3 separate regions of the Zea mays genome follow, and all the other regions are linked to region 1. The links are chromatin contacts, called in public Hi-C maps. All regions are on one chromosome and are shown on one strand. The core of a region is the stretch at or near the end of the contact, and the rest is flanking DNA. Distances in the headings are between cores, read along the strand shown. Region 1 holds the start of LOC100275637. Region 2 holds the start of LOC100278138. Region 3 holds the start of LOC100283783 (SNF1-related protein kinase regulatory subunit beta-2).

Region 1 (2,969 bases), core at 347-2,846:
TCCGTTGATACTTGAGTTTATATTCGTCCTCACCTTTTTATCTCCATCAATCTATTAGCTACAAGAGAAAGAATTATAGATTATCTCTTTAAACTCTTGTACGTGGTGGTGCCCGACGTGTCCAGATGCAACGCCATCCGTTTATGTTCCCGCTTTCTTCAGTACATACTGTGTTTTTTAGGTACTTCCCGTACCTCGGTCGGTACTGCAGTACTGCTCGTTACCCACTTACCCATCGCCGTAGCTGATGTTCTGCGCGCGGTAAAAATTACACACACACACCGAGCCGGACGACGACGCGAACTAGAACAGGCCGGCCCATCTCGAAGCCCATCTCGAAGCACCACAAAAGGGATCCAGTCCCGATGCCGTACCAGTGTAGCTGAGTAGGCCCATTCAAGCATCGTCCATTTTCTTTTTCTGTCAGGCGATCGAAACGCGTTGACGGAAATCTGACGAGCTTTTCTGAAAATCTGGCTGTGGGGAGAATCTGAGTATCATTACGATTACGTGTGGAGGAAGATAAAGTTGTTTATAGGGCTCAGGATCTAGAAAGTGACGGATTCCTACTATTACAACGACTCAACCGATTACGTGTTTATGTTGATTTTGGATGGTTTTTGCCCTAATGAATTGTATAGAAGCTGACTGAAAAGCTGAGCGTTTGTCAGTCCGCAGCAGCTTTTGGTGGCCAGAAGCTGCTAGAAGCCGAAACAAACAGGCACCAAGCATGTCTGAAGGAAGAGCGAGCATCTCTGCGTGTGAAATTAAAACTGTATACGTGCACAGACAGGTGTTCTACTGTAAACACGGTCAGAATATAATAATTCTCCTTTAAATATCTTCAGAAGATAATAGTAGTAATTCACACAGATCTCTTCTGCAGACTCATACATGGATTTGGAACAAACACGTGCGACCACCATGACACGCTCACGATTCAGTGCTCTCTGGGAAGGTGACGCACTTGTACACCCTGCATCTTGGGCACAGGATGAAGCCCGCCTGCATGCATGCATGTACACATGTAACACCATCAGAATTCAGAAGAAGAGATGGAGTGGAGGCGAAGAAATAGTCTTTGTTACTGACAGCCTTGCAGGTGGGGCAGCGGCGGTACACCCGGCTGCCGGTCTCCGACTTGACGTTGTTCTTCTTGCCCTGGCAGAAGTCGCAGAGCACCCACCCCGCGCCGCCGCACGCTCCGCACCCGCCTACGCCTTCTTCCTTGGGACAAATCGATTCACGGCAAGGCAAGAGACGCATGCGGCAGCATCAGCTTTGCCGCGCCCGGCCTTGCTTTCTGAGGTACGTAATACGGTGCTGAGACCGATGACTGACCTCGGTGCCGTCGACGGCAAGCGGCGGCAGCTCGGCCTGCTCCCGCGGGACGGACGCGCATCCGACGACCTTGCCGCCGTTCCTCCTCGCACGCCCGCGCCGTGGCATCGCCGCCCGGGACGGTGCCGGCGGTGAGCCGCAGCGGCATGGCCCAAGCCCAAGCCCAATCCACCGGTCCAGGCTCGCGGCCACGCTGCTCCACTGCGCCATGCCGCAGGAGCTGTGCCTGTGCGGCTGCGGTACCTTCTCCTCTTCTCCACCGCTCCTTCTCCTTTCGTGGATAATAAACCCAGCGACAGCGAGTGGAGTGGAAGTAAGCCTAACGCTCTCTGACGCCATGGCCCCACGCGAATCCACCTGCTGCTGGCACTCGTTCTCCCGCATCCATTGCACGGTCAACGTGGTCCTGGGCCCTGGGCAAACGCAACGGGCCCAAACTTCCAGCGGATCACTTCAAAAGCAAACGAAAGGTGCTGAGTTCAATTCAAAGTCACATCTGAAATTTGCTTTTTAGCTAATTTTCTCGAATCACCTTTACATCTGTTTTTATCTGCGATGCCTTTTAGCTTTCACACAGCCTATAATTCACACCCCATAACTTTAAGCAGCCTTTTCAACCAAATAACGCCTAATAAGTTTTAAAACTTCGCCTACCCCGGCCCTTCTTCAAACTTGATTCGTCCTTTCTTTGCAACAACCTTCGACCCCTTCATCTGCTTAGAGACTAGCGATGGCAGACTTGTCCTCAACATAAATAAGAGCAATGCAGTATCTCTAAATCTACGCCTTTAGGAAGGATACGATGATGTCATGGCAATGACACTAAGGTATCAAATGTCCCTAATGCTCCATTTAGATGCCAATATTGGAGTGGATGGAATTGAATTGAGTTGAATACCAAATCAGGCATGTCATTGAAATGAGATGTAATTTCAATTCTATTGTTTGGATGTCACTGAATTAGAGTTTAGAATTGTGTTCCGGGGGTGAGGGCCCGATGATTATATACTAGGTGCCCTCGGAGGCGAGGGCCCTTGATGGTTGTGTTTGTCATATGCCCTAGGGCATGGGCGCGAAATTTTTTCCGTCTCAGATCTCAAGGCCAGAGGGGGCCACAGAGGTCTACCTGTTAGATTCCTTGGGTCGTGAGGAGCCCTCCACGATGTGAGTGGTCCTAAGGGTTGCCTTTTAGACGTCCCTAGATGTGAGGGGCCTTGGAGTGTTCCCGAGGCATATGGGATCGCTAGGTCCAATTTGGTATTCTTTTTATGGTCTGTAGATCTTCTCAAGAGGATCCTTATGCAAGTCCTGACAACGGTCATGGCCTCGAGGGTATGCCTTCCCCTAGGTGCTGATAAGGGCCCCTAGATCCACTACCGGACTGCCCTTCTGGTGGGCCTAGACCTTGTGACACCTCACATATCGGTATAGCCTAGAAACTGTTGCGTCTTTTAATATCATTTTATAGATATTATATCATGTTGTTTGGTATTCACTGAAGTGTGTCGTTCGGTCCGGGACTTAAGACACCAGAGCGGCGCACACATATGGCCATTCTTATCATGGCGGGATATGACAACCCATTGATCTCAATGGTTATGATTGTTGAAAGTCACCTAGAGTGGGGG
Region 2 (3,199 bases), core at 386-2,885, 180 kb after region 1:
CACATCAGGGACTTATCAGTTTCTGGGAAGATCCCTGGTGTCATGGGCTTCAAAGAAACAAAATTCTGTAGCTCCTTCCACCGTCGAAACCTAGTACATTGCCGCAGGCCATTGTTGTGCGCAATTACTTTGGATGAGGCAAACACTTAGGGACTATGGCTACAAATTGAGCAAAGTCCCTCTCCTATGTGATAATGAGAGTGCAATCCGCATGGCGGATAATCCTGTTGAACACAGCCGCACTAAGCACATAGACATCCGGTATCACTTTTTGCGAGATCATCAACAAAAGGGGGATATCGAAATAGCTTATGTGAGCACCCACAACCAATAGCCGATATATTTACCAAGCCACTAGATGAGAAAACCTCTAGCAAACTTAGGAATGAGCTAAATATACTTGATTCTCGAAACTTTGATTGAAGCATTGCACACATAGCTCATGCATATACCTTTGATCATGTCTCTTTCATTTGGTACAAATGCATATTTCTTATTCTTCTTGTGCCAAGACTACGACTAATGTGCTTTCAAGTGTATCTCTATACTTAGTCGTAGATTGAAAGGGAAAAGGAGTATTCGACAAAGACAAGGCTTCCACTCCAACTCTGACGATATCATTAACCCTTTGTCATTACTCCTACAACTCTCATTGGTATGAATCTGCACTCGTATTAATTTTACCATTTGGGATAAAATATTAGGCCCCAAAAGGGGAGAAAAATGCATAGGGCTCTCAAGTTCTCCGTTTTTGATGCTTAATGCCAAAGGGGGAGAAAATATTAAGCCCAAAGCAAAAGGACCGCACCACCATTTCAAAAAATTTCAAAACAAAATTTTCAATTGTTGTATTTTTCAATTAGTATCTAATTTTCAATTGATATGTGAAAATAAAATTTCAAATTGGTATTTATCTCAAAAACCCTCTTGAAAGCTAAGAGGAGAATTTATTCAGGGGAGCTTTTATATAGTCAAAGGAAAAGCATTTGAAACAGGGGGAGGAATTTCAAATCTTAGAAATGCTTTTTGCAATCTTATTCCTATACCTTTCATTATTTGCAAAAGATTTTGAAAAGATTTTCCAAAAGAATTGCAAAAACAAACATGTGGTGAAAATGTGGTCCAAAATATTAAATAAAAGAAAGGCAAACCATTCACTCTTATTAATATGTTTAAAATCTTTCATTGGTTTCATTCCAAGTAACCATTGCACATCTATCTCAATTGCAAACTAGTTACATCTCTGCACACCATATCTGCTTTGGTTTGTGTTGGCATCAATCACCAAAAAGGAGAGATTGAAAGGGAAATAGGGTTAGTTCCTCGGTCTACAAGCCGTCGCTTGGCCTTCACCTTCGCTTAGTTCCTCGAAGCCCTTTCCTTGCTATCTTCACCCTATCAAGCCATTCATGAGTCACATCCTATTGAGCATCCATTGAGAATCATTTCTTCAATATTGTGAACCTTGCTTGAATGTCATCTAGATATAACTACTAAGATCAATCAAGCTCTGGTTTGATTCTCATATCTATACTACTTATTAAGAACACAAGGGTAGCCTGCCTCCTTGCGTTCTGCCGTTAGACAATCTCAACCGTCTGTTCTATCCTTCTCTGATCTAAACCGTCCGATCCCACACAACAGTCCCACTCCTCCATCCTGCCCACCAGCCCCGAAGCCATTGCGCCCCGAAGCCGTCGCAGATGCTGTTGCGGAGGCCCGGGACCGAAATTTAACTGCGGTTGGTGAGGTGGCGGCGGACCGGGTGGCGGCGGGGGCGGGGGCCCAGCGTGGTAGGGCGGCGCCGGCATCCTGTTTAGGGCGCCTGCGGTGGCGGCGGCGTGTACGGATTCATCTGCGGCGGGTAGCCGCCCTGCGGAGGCGGCGGTGCGTACGGCCTGTAAGACGCCATCGCGCGGCGGCTAGGGTTCCTCGGAACCCGAGCCCCAGCACACAGACACCGCGCCGGCGGACACTGCTCGCTCCCCCTTCTCCTCCGTCGCCGCCACCGCAGAAGCCTCTACCACTGCACGTCCGAGGCCACCGACACATATTCTACCAAATCTATGGGAGCGCGAGGTAGTCGGCGTCTCGGCGATTTGGCGAGGAGCTGGAAGGAAGGAAGGAAGGGGCGATGAGAATTTCACGACAGCTTGTGAATCCTCGCCTAGGATGCCGACGGGCACGGCGCCCACGGTGGTCACCTTCTGCGCCTCTTCGAGGTGGTGCTCATCGGCTCCATAGATCTGGCACCATGCTTAGCCGACCATGGCGAGGCCATCAAGGAGGACACCGGCCACGATCCGTCAGGTTTCTCTCCCTCCTCTTTCCCTCTGTGTCTGTGATGTCGGGGTTGGATATGCATTGCAATGGGGGGCGTGATGGTGCGGTTGGAACTCATAACCATCCCCAATCAGTGTGAAGCGGTGGTGTGGGTGTCCCACTTGGGAGACTCGAGCACTGCGCATCCGGCAGCTTGTCTGGTGGGGGTCTATAGGGATTTTTTTACTTTCTCTACTCTCAACTCGAGTGTTTCAAAAGCATCTTACACCCGTCTGTCAGATGGCTTTAAAACACTCGAAACTGGATAGATAACAGAATCGAGTGTTTATAGGCTATGGAACACTCAATTCTCATATCAGATAGAAAAAAACAAACCAAATTATTTCTATGGAAGCCAAATTGGAAGGTTTGCAGAGGGGAACCAAATAAAACATGCATACAAACAAAAAATAGAACAACAAGAAATAAACAGATAACTGTTCGTGCAATCCAAATGATCATTCTCAATAATAAACAACCAATTTACATCAGTCGGATACACAACACACAAACACAGATAGTAAAGCATGATATAGTAAGATGTAATACGGAACTACTGGGCCAAAGCAGACCGGACGTAATCAAATCGAAGAAGGGATTCACAGATTCAAATAAGAGATGGAATTGTCTGGTGCCTTGGATTGCTGATTGAGGTGATGCAGGGCCGGTCCTGAGGTTTTATGGACCCGGGGCAAAACAAAAAATTGGGGCCCTTTAAAACTGTATATATATTTTTTACTTTCTTCTAAGTACATAAGCAAAATTTTGAAAGATAAAAGTCTATAATATATCAAAATAACTTCAAATCTTTGTACATATTACTTCAAAAAAATTCTAACATTTCTTGATGCAAAGTCATTGATAATAGTGTTATTAT
Region 3 (3,312 bases), core at 494-2,993, 240 kb after region 1:
ATCATCCCACTAATTATCTGTTCTTGCTCCATATTCATATTCAAACTTATGTATCAAGGACAACACCATAATTGTCAGCCATGAAGTTATCTCGCTGAAAAACAGATGGGACAGGTATAGCATTGCCTTTGGGAGGCTTACCACTTCTATCATCTTTCAGAGCCGCTCTTGCATTTGGGAGTGAGATGTCTGGCGGAATCTTAGACATCCATGTTGACCACCTCTGGATCCATGACTCCTCCAAGGGTATTTCTTTCAGACCTCACCGACCGTGGGGGTTACATAGAAGACGTGGTATCAACAGATGCTTGGAAAGTTTTCTGTCGCCAAATGGGAAACAAGATATTGTAGGCCTGGAGCCGTGAAACAACGACACCGCAAGACTGTACAACAGCTTCAGGTGAGCAGCCATCTATGAGCAGCCCTCCTGCCATTGAGGCCTGTGCTGGCAACGACGGAAGCCATTTGGTGGGATCTCAGCCAGATGCTACGCCATATGCTTCTACCAGCACAACGCAGAGGATGAGTTCCGAAGCATTAGCAAGCCAGCAATGTGGATCACTACCACAAATTTCGATAAATCGAGCTGAACGTACCCTTGAGATGAAGGGCAGCCCCAATAATCTTCACTGACACCCAGGCATGCAGCAAACTACGAATGGTTTCAATGATGTTCCAGGTGCCAAACCAGACTCTTAACTACACTTGTACGGTTAATGTTCCATTTCTCATGACCATTTTAGTTCAAAGTTCATGACCTTTGTGTGTCTGTCTTTTTTCAGGACCAATGATGTTCCCACATGTGGCTCAACTGGTGGTGAATCAGATGCAGACACATACGGCTGATTGATAATGTTGTGTGTGTGCCGGGGGGGGTCGGGTCGCCTTTGATCCGTCGCGCCTCAACCTGGGGCTGCAACTGTGAGCCTGTTGTGTAATTGCTTAAGTAGTTATTAGGATGATAGCGTGCATAGATGTGTTGGGTGGATGCTGTAACAGCGGTGACCGGTGAGTTGCGATTCTGAATGTGTAGCAGAAAAACCACAACCGAAATGAAACATCTGTATAGATTATCGAGGATTTTTTAGCATGAAACCGTGCGAATCAGTTTGTCTATTGTCTGTATGGTTTATATATAGACATCAAACTGACGGTGTTCCCGGACTGCTTAATCTCTGCTGCCAGTAACATGATTAGGAGTGACAAGAGAGGCCATGCTTGTTTAGAGCAAAATCAGCCATGCACCAAATAACAAGTGAGGTTGGTGCTTTCTATCTCAACTATGATGGTTTAATCGCTGGATCTTATCTTCATTACTACATAGTTAGATCCTTTAATATTTGGTGCATGGCTGATTTTTGTCACTCATTACCTAGATCAACTCACTTGTTATGATTGTTGAGTTGTTTTTTGATAACATCACTAAACAATGTCATATCCGTGTATAAGTGTCCCCGTTGCAACGCACGGGCATATGCCCTTCACCCAATCACTTGCAGCTTAAAGGGCATCTGAATTAGTGGTTTTAAGGTATTAACATTACAATTTTTGGTACATCTCAATATTGTCTCATGTGCATTGGGTGAAGGATTTTATCGTATTGATTCCGTAGCAACGCACGGGCATATACCTAGTGAATTATGAAAAAAGGCTAGAGGAAGGCCCGTGGCCTGTGGGCGGCCTGGCGCGCTCTTTCTGACGCCGTCGATGCATAACCCGCATCCCCCTTCCGCGGCATCCATCGTCGGCTCCTCGTGCGTTGTCTCTCTCTCTCTCTGTCTCTCTCTCTCTCGTCCCCCTCGCTCTCAGACGACCGGTGGGCCGCCGCCGCCGACGCCGCAATAAGCCAGGTGCTGAGGCTCTTGTTGGTCTCTTCGCCAGCGAGGAGCACCCAGCAGGTACTCCCACCCGTCCTCCTCCCTTCTCTTCATGCTGCGCGAAGCTGAACACTGAAACCCTAATCTAAAGCTATTTAGCTATTTTACAAGCTTCCGAACTTCGATGTTTTTGCAAAAATTACTGGGTGCACATGTGTACACCGATGTTCCTTTACTGGATCCGCCCCTGCGGTGAAGCTCCAGCAAGGAGCAGCCCATACCCTGCGGTGGCACATGGGGAAGTATGTGGCTGGTTTTGTGATACTTATCATGTTTGCCAAACAATCATCCAGATCCTAGACCTATGTGCACATAATTTCCTAGTCACTAATATTCATACGAAGATAATTTTCCTAAATTGCTGTTAGAAGAAGGAAAAATGAAGTAGATCAACCAACAAATCACAGAGCACGACACATAGATTTACGTGGAAAACCCTTTGATGCGAAGGGAAAAACCACGGGCTCTAGCCAGGCGAAACCTTCACTACACGTGGAGTGTTTACAGAACGCCATCCGTAGACGGTGGCTTACAAGAGGATAATGACGACGCGCAGCAAACCCTAATTAGGGTCACTAATATATACCGCGGGGGTCTCCGCCCCCCGCACCCCCTGCCGTGTAGGGCTGGGTCGGAGCGTAGCGATGCCAACAAGGCCTCTATATGCAGAATTTGGACCACAAACTCAACAATTGCCAAGCAGGCCCTTACAAAGGATAATTCATGTACTCAACTGCAATGTAAGTGGAGAGGGACTGCCATATACTGGACTGTGATACCTTGCCTGAAATATTTTCCTAGTATATGACCGTGACCTTTTCCCAAGTACTTTAGGCTAAAATTGATCTATTGGAATACCATTTGGATTCTTATTGTTGCTTCAAATCTTTTAGCCGTATGATCATCCCATTTAGTAATGTCCTAAGTTCAAAAATGATTGCTGGTGAAATGCCATTCAATTGCGTTTGATCTGTATGGGAACAGCAAAAGATCTGAATTTAATTTTGCCTAGAATTTTATCAAATCTGGATTCTGACATATCGAAGTCAATATGTATTCATAGTTTTATCTTCATCACAAAGCTTGCTGCTTTTTATGTAATTTCAGTTCTACTCGGTTCATAATTCATCTTATTACTTGCCCCCCCCCCCCCCCCCCCCACCCGGCGGTAAATGGTATGAATATACCATGCAATCTTGGTGGAGTGGATTACAAATATTATGCAAAATAAGACTACCTCCGCAAATTAGCCAGGTGGCTCTTAGTTTGTTCGGTAATTTAGCTACAAATTATCTTCCATTGTTTGTTTCTATTAGCATCCTGAATCTTGCAAGCAGTATCACTAAACAATTAGCGCAGAGACAAAATTGTAATGCTGACCGTGCTTTCATATACCTTTCTACTTGGCCATGGGTGGACCTGTGCTTTAGTTTTT

The links. A called contact is a pair of places that touch in the nucleus more often than the background predicts.
Region 2: a Hi-C map of ear shows a contact between it and region 1, with 2.5 times the contacts expected there. The contact joins the promoter of LOC100278138 here to the promoter of LOC100275637 in region 1. A contact is called at or near these places in 3 of 25 Hi-C or Micro-C datasets (ear, leaf and tassel).
Region 3: a Hi-C map of ear shows a contact between it and region 1, with 3 times the contacts expected there. The contact joins the promoter of LOC100283783 here to the promoter of LOC100275637 in region 1. A contact is called at or near these places in 2 of 25 Hi-C or Micro-C datasets (ear and leaf).

Annotation. Positions count from the first base shown.
Region 1 is chr1:194,421,757-194,424,725 of Zm-B73-REFERENCE-NAM-5.0, forward strand. LOC100275637 reads right to left here and starts at 1,597. Exons shown (of 3, transcript NM_001374080.1): 1 at 1,342-1,597; 2 at 1,093-1,227; 3 at 800-1,005. The coding sequence starts at 1,551. The coding sequence ends at 934.
Region 2 is chr1:194,599,665-194,602,863 of Zm-B73-REFERENCE-NAM-5.0, forward strand. LOC100278138 reads left to right here and starts at 1,636. Exons shown (of 13, transcript XR_004855425.1): 1 at 1,636-2,310.
Region 3 is chr1:194,659,901-194,663,212 of Zm-B73-REFERENCE-NAM-5.0, forward strand. It overlaps LOC100283783 (SNF1-related protein kinase regulatory subunit beta-2), which reads left to right and starts at 1,744. Exons shown (of 3, transcript NM_001369885.1): 1 at 1,744-1,898. It overlaps LOC103642362 (a long non-coding RNA gene), which reads left to right. Exons shown (of 6, transcript XR_002266304.3): 5 at 161-679; 6 at 783-1,206.